3 separate regions of the Mus musculus genome follow, and regions 2 and 3 are each linked to region 1. A link is a contact called in public HiChIP or PLAC-seq and promoter capture Hi-C data. All regions are on one chromosome and are shown on one strand. The core of a region is the stretch at or near the end of the contact, and the rest is flanking DNA. Distances in the headings are between cores, read along the strand shown.

Evidence for each region. Promoter capture Hi-C pulls out the DNA fragments that hold promoters and counts their contacts. HiChIP or PLAC-seq counts read pairs in DNA pulled down with a chosen protein or histone mark.
Region 2: an H3K27ac HiChIP or PLAC-seq map of SST interneurons shows a contact between it and region 1, with 2.6 times the contacts expected there. The contact joins two enhancer-like sites. A contact is called at or near these places in 7 of 484 Hi-C or Micro-C datasets (CD8 T cells, cerebral cortex, liver and 3 more) and 3 of 115 datasets of contacts at active chromatin or transcription factors (SST interneurons, VIP interneurons and bone marrow-derived macrophages).
Region 3: a promoter capture Hi-C map of hippocampal neurons shows a contact between it and region 1, with 1.6 times the contacts expected there. The contact joins the promoter of Amn here to the enhancer-like site in region 1. A contact is called at or near these places in 7 of 39 promoter capture datasets (3T3-L1-derived adipocytes, cranial neural crest, frontonasal cranial neural crest and 4 more), 1 of 115 datasets of contacts at active chromatin or transcription factors (embryonic stem cells) and 3 of 9 other capture datasets (adipose tissue, liver and pancreatic islet).

What each region holds. Positions count from the first base shown.
Region 1 is chr12:111,201,846-111,204,809 of GRCm38.p6, reverse strand. All of the region lies in intron 1 of Traf3 (TNF receptor-associated factor 3), which reads right to left. Among named protein-coding and RNA genes, the nearest start is that of 4930595D18Rik, 19 kb to the right of the region's middle. Within about 2 kb of position 1,554, at least 31 of the 459 cell types and tissues checked have an H3K27ac peak or open chromatin away from gene starts, as enhancers often do. A contact at or near this core is called in SST interneurons, cerebral cortex and hippocampal neurons, where this site is marked.
Region 2 is chr12:111,086,872-111,089,835 of GRCm38.p6, reverse strand. The region is part of intron 3 of Rcor1 (REST corepressor 1); the gene reads right to left. Among named protein-coding and RNA genes, the nearest start is that of Rcor1, 49 kb to the right of the region's middle. Within about 2 kb of position 1,380, at least 112 of the 459 cell types and tissues checked have an H3K27ac peak or open chromatin away from gene starts, as enhancers often do. A contact at or near this core is called in SST interneurons and cerebral cortex, where this site is marked.
Region 3 is chr12:111,269,664-111,272,627 of GRCm38.p6, reverse strand. It overlaps Amn (amnionless), which reads right to left and starts at 1,532. Exons shown (of 12, transcript NM_033603.3): 1 at 1,464-1,532; 2 at 813-931; 3 at 686-730. The coding sequence starts at 1,506. Gm51960 (a long non-coding RNA gene) reads left to right here. Exons shown (of 3, transcript XR_003950150.1): 2 at 603-808; 3 at 1,413-2,964.

The DNA of each region.
Region 1 (2,964 bases), core at 305-2,804:
GGCATGGAACTCAACACACAGACCAGGCTGGCCTTGAACTCCCAGAGATCTGCTGCCTCTGCCTCCTGAGTGCCGAGTACTAAGAGCAAAGGTGTATGTACCACGCTCAGCTTGGGGAGTGAACTGGTTATAAATGCTGCCAACAACCCTTTGATCATAAAGCCAATTGGTCCTCCATTATAATTCACATAAGCTTGCTCACTAGATCTCCTTCCCCAAACCAACCACCACAGCTTTCAAACTAACAGCAAGTCAGGCTCTCTGGAGCTGGAAACTTCTAGAAAGAAGTTTTTCAGATGGACAGCAAGCTCCACCAGAACACCACACCACAGTAGGACATGAAGCTACAAGTACAGTTTGGGGTGAGGGGATTATCAGGCAATGGATCCATTCTACATGGTCCATTGGTAACTGTGGTCAGATGGCTCCCCAACCTGAGGCTGAAAACAAGCTTTCACATAGCCTGTGACTGGGAACCAAGAGGCAAGGTAGATGTTACAAGAGAAAGAACTGAGCAGGGTAGTCAACTCCGGAGACAGGATGTCCTCTCCACAGAAAGCTGAATTTATTTACACTGATCATGTATTCAGACTCTCAGCTGGAAAATCTCAGTTAAAATGCCAGAAGGTTCAGAGCCCATTCACAAGCTTTTCAGAACACATGCAGTTGCCATGGTAACCCTGACATATTTCTTGGTGTCGGACATATAAAATTACCAACCATGATGCATTTGATATATTTTGGGGTCACCAACCTATAGCAAAACCAATCTGAGTTAGAATCTAGCCCCCCTCATAGATAAACAAAGAGGCGCAGCTGAAGGCAGTGCTCAGTGCATCCCATACATGAGCAAAGAGCTCCATCCGCACTTGAGAAAATGCTCATCTGAGGATTTTCATCTGAGGAAAAAGAAGAACTCAGGGAACTAGACTTTATCATCTATCATATATGGGTGGTGATATATTTTACGCCAGAAAAAGGAGATATCCTACGCCAGATCAATGAAATTATTGTTTAAAAAAACAAACATATTATAATCCATACCTAGATTTCTGAGAGTCAAGCTTGTTTACTAGAAAGCCAAAGTAAAAGCAACCCCTTTTCAAAGAACATTGTGAGTAATTCATTAGAGGATGAATAGTCCATGATAAATAAGACAATCCTTCAAATGTCAAAACTGTCATTAATACAACACAAAGTTTTATTTTAGATACAGTAGAGATCTACTCAAATCACAATTATTTACTTTGACTTGGGATATTCATAAATACTTTAAATATAAAAATTCATGATTGTTAAAGCCCCTTACCTTTGTATAACCCACCATCTGAACTCACAGATGAAAACCAAATTATGAGGCACAAACTGCAAAGGCATCTTCAGTTTCACATTCCGAGGAAAGCCCACTGCACCAGAAACTCAGCTGCTGCAGGACAAGCCTGTGCTAGCCAAGGCATTCACAGAATTGCCTGCGTCGAATCACAGAACTGCAGGTCCTAGGGCATATTAGACCCACCATCTCCTCCTTCAGCTCATAGGCGGCAGCAGCAGCAGCCTGAAGGGGAGCGGGCGGCTTCCATATTAACAGGGCTTTGCTAAGCGCTGCATTGCAGTCTTTCTGAAAGCTACCAGCCTCGGAAGCAAAGGCGCTGGAGACAGACTCCTCAGCAGAGGCAGCTGCCTTTGGAGCCACAACGGGTTTTTTGTTTTGTTTTGTTTTTTGTTTTTTTTGTTTTTTGTTTTTTTTGTTTTTGGATCTTTAAGAAATGTTATAAACTTCTAGAGGTATTTCTGGATTTCTGACCCGTTCCCTAAAGGCTGCCTGGTTTGTGGTTTATGCTGGGGTATTGCTGGTACAAGTGAGTGAGACAGGTCACAATGCTGAAATGGGTGAAATGTGCATAGTGACACACAGTCTTTAATACTCAAGCTGCCTGTGAGCACTGCGCACATCTGCCATCAAAATGTCAGCTTCTAAGTCCCTGCTGAGAGGCTCTGAGAATGAACCACAGCTTCACAGCTTTCAGTACAAAAAAAAAAAAAAAAGCCAACACACCAAGCATGCCTAGCTCCTGTACAGGTAGCTTTCCCTTGGACACCCAGAATAGTAAACACAACGACGTGGTCAGAGGACCTGAAATAGTAAACCATTGGCCATGCAATCAGATTCAGAAGAGACCTCACCAACAGTAGCGGTATCCTAGGTGGCTTTCACTTTGCAGTAGTTTGTTCATTCATTGACTCATCTGCTGAACGCTATGTATTACTTGGAAAGGGGCTGCGGGTGACAGTTTACCATGACAGTGGCTACAGGCACCCAGTAGGACTGCAACTGGAGAGCAGGTTATCACGAGGACAAGTGCCGTGGTCAGAGAGGACAGGAGCTACTCCGCAGATCCAAACACAGGTCAGGACAAGGTCCTCTAGGAAGGATCTACGGTGAAGCTGGAGGAGTGGGCTGGCTGGGACGCACGGTCAAGACAGCCGCGTGTCCCTGTGTAGCAAAACCGACCTCAGCAAGAGCTCATGAGGTCCACTGTACTGCTGGGGCCTGAGGCCTTGGGTTCCGTTAGGGTTTCTATTGCTGGGAAGAGACAGCGTGACTACAGCAACTCTATTTTTTTTTAAGATTTATTTTATGTTTATGAGTACACTATAGCTGTCTTCAGACACATCAGAAGAGGGCATCAGATCCCATTACAGATGGTTGTGAGCCACCGTGTGGGTGCTGGGAACTGAACGCTGGAAGAGCAGTCGGTGCCTTAACCACTGAGCCATCTCTCCAGCCCACGACAACTCTTTTTATAAGAAAAACATTAACTGGGGCTGGCTTACACTTCAGAGGTTTAGTCCATTGTCATCATGGCAAGAAGCATGGTGGCACACAGACAGACATGGTGCTGAAGAGATAGCTGAGAGTTCTACATCCCAATCAGCAGTTGACAGGAAGAAGAGTGGGACACT
Region 2 (2,964 bases), core at 131-2,630, 110 kb after region 1:
TTCTTCGGAGTTAGTTACACAAATACTAATTTTGGTAGGCCTCTCTGCTACACTACCTGGTCCTCACTTCTCTGATTTTCTGAGAGAGGTGGACACCTACCCCCCACCCTACTTTGCACAGGACAGCATTTGGTACAAGCGATGAAATGGGAGATATGCATTAGCTAAAAACTCCCTCATGGTTAAAAGCCCTTCCATGAAAATAAACTTTCCGCCTAAGAAAATCAACTCTGCTCTCATAAGAACAAAAGCTTACAGGAGCTTAAAGGAAATGAAATGGCTCAGGAGAAACACAAGTCCCCTGAGGATCTCTCCAGGGGAGAGTCCGTGTCTGTCTCTGTAAGGGGCTGAGGGGTCCTGTGCAGAACCTCTTGGGGACCAAGGCAGGAGGTCCACAGAGGTCACACAGCTTAAGCAGCAGCACAGTGGCTCTGTCCCCAGGGCATCCTGCCCACGCTTGGGAGAGGAGAGGCCTGTCGCTGACTGACTACTCCCACTGACACCCGCCTGCAGGTCAGAAGCCTCAGACTCAGCACTGGGCAGACTCCGTCTGCGCTGACATCACCACCATGGCGCAGTGCAGGGCTGTTTACTTGACAATTATATCCAAACAGGCCTGGAGAACCACCTGATATTAACTCTGATGGTGACAGATCTGCACCACTGTGATCATAAAACAGAGACTGTATTAATCCATGGCTTTTTAGGGTTGCAGTACTCACTCACTATTTGGTGTAGCTTGAACAGAGTAAAATACAGCATGATCAAAGGAATGTGATAGAGGCCAAAGGCAAGTAACAAAATATGCCTTGGCTTGCGCTTTGTTTCTATGTTAATATTTTTAACCCAATGAAACAAAGTCCTTAGAGTAGCAAGAGTTTCAAATTCAATTGCAAAAGAAAGAACAGATGAAAGCTGCTATGGTAACCAATTCACCCTTCCCTCCCCCAGACACTGCAGATTCAGAAACTGTCATCCTGAGTCGGTTACAGAGTAGGAGGCTCAGACCATAAGGCAGGCTGAGGACAAAGCTTATGGTCTTAATGGAGCTTAGAAAAAGACTATAACGGTTTGCAGTGGCACTAGGTACTGCAAAGGAAACACTACAGTAATTTCTGTCATGGCTTAAAATTGAGACTGCCAAACATTTCTAAAGAATGTAATAACAAGATTGGAGATGCTGCTCAGTAGAGCGTTATGCCTGGTGTGCACAAGGTTCTGGGTTCAATCCCCAGAACAATGGAGTATGATAAAAAAAAAAAGACCATGGCATTTCCTTTTATTATTATGAAAGAAGTTATCCCTAAGACTCACATAGAAGCAAAAGGAACATTTACGTACAACAGTTCTGCCACCTGGTGGACAAAGACATTACTACAGCCAACATCTGAACCCTGACTATCTTGAAGGAACAAGAGAAGGCAAGTCAGAAACAAGATAACTATGCTGTTTGTTACTATTCCCACTGCGTGCGTGCCCATTCCCCAGCCACCAGTGAAGACCACCATGGAGAGACAAGAGATGACTGCTCCATCCCAGCGCACAGCGCAGGAGGCTAAGTTCTCTTCAGGTCTTAAGTGTACTTCTCTGTAACTGGATAATTCTGTCCTCTTTTCCAGAACTCACATTTGCATATCAGTGTAAGAGTGAGCAGACCAGGCACACCTTTACCCTCAGCCCTCAGGAGGCAGGTGAGTCTCTATGCGGCCAGTTTGGACGTCACTGTGAATTCCGGACCAGCCAGAGCTACATGGTGAGACCCTGTCTCAAAATAGTCAGACACACACACATCCCTTCAACTCTTCCAGACCTGTCCCTAAGCAGGGAGCTGAACACTCACAGCAACCTTATTAACTGTGTGTACTTGGCTGTGCACGAAATAATTCAAAGACTCAAGATCTGCCTGGCTTTAATAGGGAGGGTGGGGTAGAGGGCGGCATAGACTAAGACAGTGCGTCATCTCTCTATTCTTGAGCAGAATGGAAAGAAAGCAGCCTTGGCTTCTCCTGAGAAACTGCTAGCTGAACTCCTTTGCTCGACTACAGAACAAGGATGAGACTCTTCGTCAGTCCTTCATAGAGTATTAGGAAAACATTTAAGATACACACGTGTAAACAATTATCAAATCAACTCTGTCACAACATTTCTTTTTTGCAGTGCTAGAAATCACACCTGAAGTTCCTTCCATCCATGACAGGCAAGTGCTCTCCTACTGAACACAATCCCTTTTATGTTTCTTTTCTCAGTCCTGAGAAACAAATCTAGGCCTTTCCTATGTTAAATCAATTTTCTGCCTCTAGGCAACACCTTCAGTGCCTAACGTATATTTGTATTTTTGTTTGTTGGCTTTTCGAGACAGGGTTTCTCTGTGTAGCTTTGGCTGACCAGAAACTGAGCTCTATAGACCAGGCTTTTCAGAGTATTGGGATTAAAGGTGTGTACCACCACTGCCAGGCTCCTGATATATTTATTTCATTCATGCCCCAAACTTCCTTTTAATGACTAGAGACTGCCTTACAAATGACTCATTTCAAGGCCACCTTCAACTAGGTCTTAGGCAGGCAGGATAGTGGCAATCGGAAAGCTGTTTCCATCTCTGAATCCCAGTGCCTTGAGTGGTTTACCTGTCTAACCCTGTATTTGTAGGCCTAGCAGTGAAGCAAGCTGTATACTACAGGAAGCTGACCTGCTTCACCCAAGTCACTTCCTCTCTATGCCTGATCCTTCTGGGCATGGGGGACAAAGTTAAGAATATGTTGAAGGGGGCCAAGGGGACTTACAAATCCTACCACTTTCAATGCTGCAACCTTGTGTGAAGCTACTCTTCATTCAGCACAGACACTGTGGACACTGCTGGAGAAACAGGCTCTTCAACAGCTTGCAGCACAGGCTGCAGCAGGATAGTCTATAGTAAATTATCTATTGTATGTATCAGAATCCATCCTCCAACAGACTTCTTAGATC
Region 3 (2,964 bases), core at 283-2,782, 68 kb before region 1:
GTGATCTGGCGCCCCCTTCTGGCCTCTAGTGGTTCTGCGTGCACAAGTTGCTTGGAGGATGCTAGTCTTTTTTTGGAGAATTGGAACAGAAGGTGGAACTCCCATGTCATCCCGTTAGGAAATTAGCAAAAGGAAGAGCCAGGCGTGGTGGCGCACGCCTTTAATCCCAGCACTTGGGAGGCAGAGGCAGGCGGATTTCTGAGTTCGAGGCCAGCCTGGTCTACGGAGTGAGTTTCAGGACAGCCAGAGCTACACAGAGAAACACAGTCTAGAAAAACCAAAAGAAAAGGAATTAAGGAAGAAAGGAAGAGAGAGAGAGAGTTCATTCTTAGCTCCAACCACAGGGTCTGAACTAGGGTCTCGGGACCATCAGCCTTTATTTATAAAGCACATAGCCTTAGCATGAGGGGAGGCAGGGGCTGTTTAACCTCTTGCTCCTCACCCTCCGGCTAGCTGGGCCACTGGTAGCTTGTTAACATGGCCTCCAGGAAGGGAAGGGCAGGCACGTTTCCCAGAGCCCACCCTGCACTTAGATACTGTGGGGGAGGGGACAGTGGAGCTGGACTGGGAGACCCCACGTACTCTCTGATGTCCTTTCCCAGAGATTGTCTCTACCCAGAGGCTCCATGGCGGCGCACGACCCAGGGCCAGCCATGCCCGCTGAGGCCACAGCCCCGAGCCTTACCATATCCGAGATGGCGTGACTGTCTCGTACCAGGACCGACACCATCTGCAGCAAGAGGTGGCGTTAGGCGCGAGGCTGACCGACCTCCCCACCTCCAGTTCATCCCCTCAACCCCCCACCAAGGTACCTTGTCCGCCGGGAACTGAACCGCATCTCCCGCGCACGGGGTCCGGTTCTGGTTCCAGTTGGAGGCAGTATCGAAGGAGGTATTGGGGACCCAAAGTTTGTAGGCGGCCCGAGTCATTGCTAAAGAAAGGAAGGCTGAGTGTCGCCTTCTGGGAAGGCGACTTTCCAAAGAGGCGCGGCAGAGGTGCACACAGCGCAAGGCGGTCAGGCCCCACCGCGGCGTTCTCAGGCGCACTCTTAGCTGATCTACAGAACCCGCGCAAACATGCCCTTCTCCTCCCTCGGAACGTCGTCTCTATTCACAGCACTCTGACTGCCCGGGGGGGGGGGGGTCGGAGGGGAATCGGCCCTTAGGAAAGAGCTCTGGCGGGAAGCTCACTGGGGCAGAGAGGGGTCCCAGAGCCCGGAGTTGGCGACCCTGTCCCGATTGTGCACAGAGGAGGCGCCAGGGGCTGGGAGGTCCACGGGAATAGGCTGCGGTTTCTCCACTTCCTGGGCTTTGGAAACTTTACCAACCCACGCCAGAGGACCGGGAAATTGAGGCAGGCTGCCAACGCCACCTCCATATCCCAACCTCTCCTGCGATCGCGACCCTTCCTAGAGAAACCTCAGCCTCAATCAAGGTCCAGACCCAGGGGGACACGGGGCCTACCACAGAGCTGCAGCCACAGCAGGACCCGGCCCAGAGCACCCATCTCTCCGCCGAGGCTCTCACAGATGCGGACTTCGCTCCGAGGGCCCCACGTGACCGGGCGGGGCTGAGGGACAGGGGGCGCCCAGATGTTACACATTTACCTTGGGATCGCCCAGCTGTCTCCTGAGGGCCCTTGGAGGAATCTTCTCAGCGGCTTTAGCATCTGCCCTTTAGGACCCAGGACCCTGGGTACCCAATAAGAGGGTGTCGTCCTGACTTTCCCGGTGACACGGTGTGGAGGTGGCCAAGAACCCTGGAACTCAGCCATCTTTGCCCATCTTCTCCAGGCCTGAAGTCTTAGCCTGGGTGTGTGCTCTGCAGGGATTGTGTGGGTTGCAGAACAGACCGGAAGGGATGTCAAAGGCGCGTGAAGGTCCTGGAAGAGAACAAAGAGAGCTAAGGCAGAGAGTGACGTGCCTGGGTAGGCTGGCCATGAAGGCAGGTTAGAGGTGACAGGCAGGGTGCACGATGAATGGAGAATCACCAGTGAGAGAAATGACGGGTGGGCCAGTCACCAAACGGTGGTGGCAGTGGCTTGAGGAGGGCTTCTGTGAGTACATCATTGACAGTGGCACCTGGTGTTGGATGTTAAATTCCTGATAGCAATGGGGATGACAGTGGCTGGAGAGTGACTGGGCTAATGGTAGAGGGTGGCTCACTGATAGCTGTGGATGAGTGGGTAGGGGACAGTGGGTGGTGGCTGGGTGGGAGTGATGGCAGCTGTAGACATGACTAGGTTGTGTGTGTGGGGGGGAAGAGTGGACCGGAAGGGATGTCTGGTGGATGGCAGACTGAGGATGCTGGGAAAGTGGGGTGAAGATGCTGGTGGGGTCCATCTGCAAGGAGTGTTGGCTGAGGTAACAGGAAGGTCGAGGAGAGGTAACAGATTTTATGTGGGATGAGTGGAAACAGACAGTAGATGAGGCGGGTCCCTTGGCAGGGCCGGAAAGAGGATGGAGATCGGGCAAACGGGGTAATGAGAGGCTACCCCAGGCAAGAAGCTTCCCAGCCCAGAGGTCAACATGTCACTCGGGAGTTGTCTCTTGTCATCCAGCCCCGCCCAGTCACATGTCCCTGTGGGGCAAAAATGGATGCCTGAAGAAGATACCAGGGAGGAGTGTGGGTGAACTGTGGGCAGATGAGGTTTGGTTGGTGGGTTGCATGGTGTGACTTCACAGCCAGCTTAGCAGGTTCACCCCAGACACACCTCTGGCTGTGGCTGTGAAGGTCTCTCCAGACACTGATCGGGCCAGACCTGCACTGACTGTGGAAAGTCTTCCTCTCTGCTTCCTGAGCCATACCACAGCGCGATGTGTATGACATACCAGTATGACCAGCCGCCTCATGCCCTCCCTGCCGTCTCCTCCAACTGTAAGCCCAAACACACTTTTCTTTCCTGAGGCCACCTTTGCCAGGTGTTTTGCCACAGTAGGGGTGTTAGAGGAATCACCTTGGGGTC